2 separate regions of the Pelodiscus sinensis genome follow, and region 2 is linked to region 1. Evidence: chromatin contacts called from public Hi-C data. All regions are on one chromosome and are shown on one strand. Each heading gives the region's core, a stretch centred on a gene start, on an enhancer-like site or on the middle of the called end of the contact. The rest is flanking DNA. Distances are from core to core; before and after follow the strand shown.

What was found. Hi-C and Micro-C count contacts between places; a contact is called where the count stands out from the background.
Region 2: a Hi-C map of blood shows a contact between it and region 1, with 10 times the contacts expected there. The contact joins the promoter of LOC142830619 here to the promoter of RGSL1 in region 1. A contact is called at or near these places in 4 of 5 Hi-C or Micro-C datasets (blood, liver and an unstated tissue).

Annotation. Positions count from the first base shown.
Region 1 is chr9:58,004,132-58,006,966 of ASM4963464v1, forward strand. RGSL1 (regulator of G protein signaling like 1) reads right to left here and starts at 1,353. Exons shown (of 23, transcript XM_075936793.1): 1 at 1,307-1,353. The coding sequence starts at 1,322.
Region 2 is chr9:58,177,620-58,180,319 of ASM4963464v1, forward strand. LOC142830619 reads left to right here and starts at 1,306. Exons shown (of 2, transcript XM_075936804.1): 1 at 1,306-1,486; 2 at 2,320-2,700. The coding sequence starts at 2,348.

The DNA.
Region 1 (2,835 bases), core at 103-2,602:
TTGCACAATGCATAGTCAGCCCATGAAACTTGGTGCCTGGGGATGATGTGAAAGCCAAAAGCATATCTGGGTTCAAGAATTAATTAGATACAACCATGGAGGATAGATCCATCAATGGTTATTAGTCAAAATGGTCAGGGATGAAGCCCCATGTTTTGGGTGTCAACCAACCCTCTGACTCCCGTAGCTGTAACTGGCCAACTGGGGATGGATCACTCAATAAACTGCCCTGTTCTGTTCATTCCCTCTGAAACATCTGGCGCCACCTACTGTTGGAGGATAGGCTATTAGGCTGGATGGACCATTGGTCTGACCCAGTATGGGCAGTCTCGTGTTCTTACATTCTTACACTGGTCATTAATATCATTGTAAATGCATGTTGTACCCTAATTTGTGAAGTTCTGAGTTCCCTCTGCATAATCTTACTAGAAGATGTGTAAGAAGACAGCCAAGGGAAAGGTGATAAGCGTGTCCATGCTAGACAAAGAAATGAGGATTTACCTGAGTTTATATCCAAGGTGGGCAGCCTGGAGGCCTCATGAGGCCCATTGGGGTTCTATGTGTGGCCTGTGAGACATTTTGTTTACTGTTGCCCACACACAAGGTTGCCAGGTGCCTCTGGTTTTTCTATTGGTATTGCTAAATGACACACACATAGAGCAAGGGCACATGAAGTGAGCATATTGCATAGCAGGAATTGTGTACCTTACACCGACCTGCCCAGTCTAATATAGACCAGGCCTCTGAGCCCTAGTCTACACTAGGGCTTTATTTCGAAATAACCCCCCTTAGGTCGAATTAATAAGCGGAGCGTCCACACAACCAAGTCGATTCTTTCGAAATAACGGACCGCTTGTTTCGAAATCAGCACTCCTGCTTTCCTCGGGGAATAACGCTAATTTTGAAATTGTTTTTTCAAAATAGCGGTAGTGTGTCCACTCTGGTTCTGCTATTTCGAAATAACGACTCCCCTGGGTAATTTGAAGTAATTCTGGAGCTCTAAGTCGAGTAGTGCGTCCACATTAACAGAGCCTGATTTTGACTCGTCCCCATAGTGAGGACACGCTATTTCAATTTTGTTGCTTTGGGAGTTATTAAATTAATTGGAGTTATTTCAAAATAGTTTCCCAGTGTAGCCATGCCCAGAGAGGTATTATTATCCCTCTTTCACAGACTGGGAAGTGAGGGACAAAGGCAAGAAGGGCACCTAGAAACTGTGCATTCCAAATGAATGGATACTCCTGAAAAGCCGAGATCACACAGCAAATCTGTGCCAGAGGCAGGAACAGAACCAAGCCTAACTCACCAGCCTTTTTGCTCATGTTTCCTCTGTCCTGGAGCTCTTTGCTGTCACTGCCAATCCAGACCATTCTAGAGGGAGTCGCCCCTTTGTGATGCGTTGGGATTGCTGCTCTGCAAGGTTCTGCACCCACCTGGCACCGACTGGTGGAGGTGCCATGCTACGCCGTGGAGATCCATGTGCATTATCCCCTCGTGGATTCCAGATCAAATCTGCTAGTCATTTCTTCAACTGCAAGCCCTATGAATATGCCTTGTTAACCCCAGAGTCAAGCTGGGGATGTTCCGTCTGAAGCATCAGTCCCTGTAAGAAAGAGTCAGTAGACCCAACATAGGCCCTCTGCTCGTGCTCCAAGATGCCTTGCTGCCAACAGAACAATGCAAGGAGTATGCACTGTCAATCTGGAGAGGCAGCTGAAGGCAAGTCCCAGAAGGACAGGGAGATGAAAAAGGAAATGCCAGGCAGCTGCAGAACGGTGAATTCCACTGCAGAAATGCTGACTCCTGTGCAGAAATACATCGGGCTACACTCATCTTGAGCATAACCCTATTATGGCATTAGAGTGAGGATGAATCTGGTCTATTGCTATTTCTGCCCTTGGCTGGAAACAAGAACTACCAGAAATGCCCCAGTTTTATGGGCCCTTTCTGGTAGTTTGGCAAAAGCTCAGATAAGCCACCAAACGTAGTTTCTTATCAACCTGGACCTCCAAACTTTCTGAGGTTCTCCTCTCGTGAATACAGTACATACATAAAAGCAGCAGGCTCTCTCTCCCCTGCATACCAAACCTATACAATTTATTTATAACTTACAGAGTGTCTTGTCTGAGCTTTGAAGCACAGCAAGGATTTGGGTAAATGAATTGGACTATGCTGTGAAACAGAATGCTTACCGGCTGACAATCTATACATCATGTTAAAATGCAGGCCAGGATACCCTGAGAATGTTCGTGTGAAAAACTTGAAAAACAACAAATAGTCTAGTAGCACCTTAGGGTGTGTCTAGACTACATGCCTCCTTCGACGGAGGCATGTAGATTAGCCAGATCGGAAGAGGGAAATGAAGCCGCGATTAAAATAATCGCGGCTTCATTTAAATTTAAATGGCTGCCCCGATCTGCCGATCAGCTGTTTGTCGGCAGATCGGGGGAGTCTGGACGCGATGCCCCGACAAAGAAGCCTTTCTTCATCGACACAGGTAAACCTGGTTTCACGAGGCTTACCTGTGTCGATGAAGAAAGGCTTCTTTGTCGGGGCATCGCGTCCAGACTCCCCCGATCTGCCGACAAACAGCTGATCGGCAGATCGGGGCAGCCATTTAAATTTAAATGAAGCCGCGATTATTTTAATCGCGGCTTCATTTCCCTCTTCCGATCTGGCTAATCTACATGCCTCCGTCGAAGGAGGCATGTAGTCTAGACACACCCTTAAAGACTAACAAAACATGGAGATGGTATCATGAGCTTCCGTGGGTACCCCTTTGAAGCTTTTGAATGTTCCTGTGAAATGGCTAAGAGCAATTTGTGTTTCATGACA
Region 2 (2,700 bases), core at 56-2,555, 170 kb after region 1:
TTATAACGGAAAACTGTTCCGTTTTAAGCATTTCCGGAAAAGGGTGCCAGTGTAGACATAGCCTTCGGCACTTATTATCCTACCCACTAGTCATGTAAACCCTTTCCTAGAATATTAGTTTGTTCCTCACATTGCTCCCAGAACTCACCCTCCCCCCCACCCATTTGGTTCAGGGGATCCCAGTTTAAATGTCAAGTCACTATAATTTTCACCAGTGATTTCTGTATTAATCCCATCCTCTCTGACCTGCAGCATGAACTCAGAGGTCAATAGGGTGTGGAGAGAGCAAGCCAAATTACAAACAAAGGCAGATCAAAACATGGGAGTGACACTCAGCCACAAGTGTAAACGCAATATGCCCCCTTTCCAATACGTATGAGGTGAGTTTGCGGCCTCATGGACACCAGCAGGGTACTGCGATGGGAGGACTGACTGCATCTGGGGGTGTGTCTACACAGCACCCTTAGCTAGAAATAAACTACGCAATGTGCGGAGTGCAACTGGCGTAGCTTATTTCAAGTGTATTTCGAAATACTTATTTTGTAGTCTGGAGCGCTCTATACAGCGCCAAATTTCGAAATAACTCGTTATTCCGAAATGCCCTGTAACCTTGGCTATGTCTAGACTGCAGGCTTCTTTCGAAAGATGCTCTTTCGAAAGCATCTTTCGAAAGAGCATCTTTCGAAAGATCGCGTCTAGACTGCAGGCGGATTTTTCAATAGAGGAAATCCGCTTTTTCGAAAGAGAGCACCCAGTGAGTCTGGATGCTCTCTTTCGAAGACGGCCTCTTTACATTGAAGAACGCCTTCCTTCGAAAGAGGAACTTTCGAAGGAAGGCGTTCTTCCTCGTGAAACGAGGTTTACCGCCATCGAAAGAAAAGCCGCGTTCTTTCGATTTAATTTCGAAAGAACGCGGCTTGAGTCTGGACGCAGGGGAAGTTTTTTCGGGAAAAGGCTACTTTTCCCGAAAAAACCCCTGAGTCTGGACACGGCCCTTGTGGAACAAGGGTTACCGGGACGTCGGAAAAGGCTGCTTCAATAGACACGGAATAACTATTTTGGGATACAGCTGGTGGCCCGACCCGAGCTAGCCCGGGGACCAGTGCCAGTGAGGATGCCACACTCGGGCTGTACCCGGCTACCCAGCACCCTGGCGCTCCGCGGGGGCAGCTCCCCTGCTTTTGGCACCCCGGCTGGGTGGTGCAGCCCCCCTCTGCTTGGGGGGCGCTGCAGCCTCGTGGCGCCCGAGGCCCGTGCCGAGCTCCCGGAGTTCAAGGCTGCGGCCCGGAGCTGGGGGGCAGGGGGGCTCCGCACGGAATCGCGCCGGCCCCCGCAGGCAGCCTGGCCGGGCAGACCCCGCGCGGCGTGGGAGTGTGAGCCGGGGCCGTGCGCTGGGGTCCTCGGCGAGGGGCGGCCCCTGTGCGCACCGGGGGGGAATCGGTGGCTGCGGCGCGCACGGCTCCGGGGACGCAGCGGGCGGAGGGAGGTGAGCCGGGCCGGGGGAAGGCGACAAGGGGGAGGGCCCCGCCCGGGCCCCGCCCGGCTGCCCCTCCCCTCCGAGCTGCCTGGGGGGGCCGTGGCCCCGATCCTGGCCTGCTGGGAGCCCGGCACCCCCTTCCGCGCAGCCGCCGCCCTGCACGCTCCCCAGTCCCTTCCCGGCGGGGCTGGGTCCCCCTCCCGTTCAACACGCTCCACGGCCCCAGGGCTGGTGGCTGTGTCAGCTCAACCCAAGGGAGCCCCCCCTCGCCCCGCTTGCTTTCCCTGGGGGCTCTGTCCTGAGCTTCCAGGCTGTTGGGCAGCCCTGTGGCACATGGGGTCCGTGCTGGACAGGCTGTAGGGAAAGTCCTGCCCTGCTGTAGCAGGCACCGACCAGACAACAGAAGGGCGAGAGTAAGAGTGGGTGACTGCTCTGAGCTAGGGGGCCGCCCGTGGGGTGGTTTTCCTTGCCTGTTGTGGTCGCCCCGGGAGGGCAGGGGCTGTGTCTGCGCTGGGAGCACAGTGACGGGCCATCAATACAGACACAGAAGTGGAGAGCCCCAGTGGAGCCCGCTGTCCCCGGCTCCACTGGGGCTCTCCACTTCTGTGTCTGTATTGATGGCCCGTCACTGTGCTCCCAGCGCAGACACAGCGGCAAGTTCTGTTGCTGCACATCCTGGTTCCCCTGGCCAGGCTGGTGCAGCTCCTTGGATTCCTGGCCGTGGAGGGGGTAGGGCTCAGAGCCTATGAGGGGGGCGGGAGGCGAGACCCATGGAAGGAATGCAGAGTTCCAAGTCGGTTGTAAAGGGGATTCCCGTCTCATGCTGGTGTCTCTGGTTTCAGACCTCGGAGGTGCTGGGAGGCATGGACTATGAGTGCACAGAGGCTTCACGGGGCACCACTCATGGCAGACAGCCCTGCAGGAGTGCAGCTGTGCCTTAAGCTGGCGAAGGAAAAGGGCCGGATTAGCCTGCCCGGGGAGCGCCCATGGGTGGATGGCTTTAGGGACCAGACCCAGCCTGTTGAGAACAGCATGACGGTGGAGCGCAGCCAGGGCGGGGCAGCGTTTGGCAGAGTCTTTGCTGGTTTGGCGCCTACCGAGCTGGCAGCGGTGGCAGAAATGAGCCAGCTGGCTCCAGTGCTCGGAGACCACAAGCCCATAGCCATGGCTGGTGCCCCGACCTGGATCTGCGGGGACTGCGGCAAGAGCTTTGCCAGGAAGTC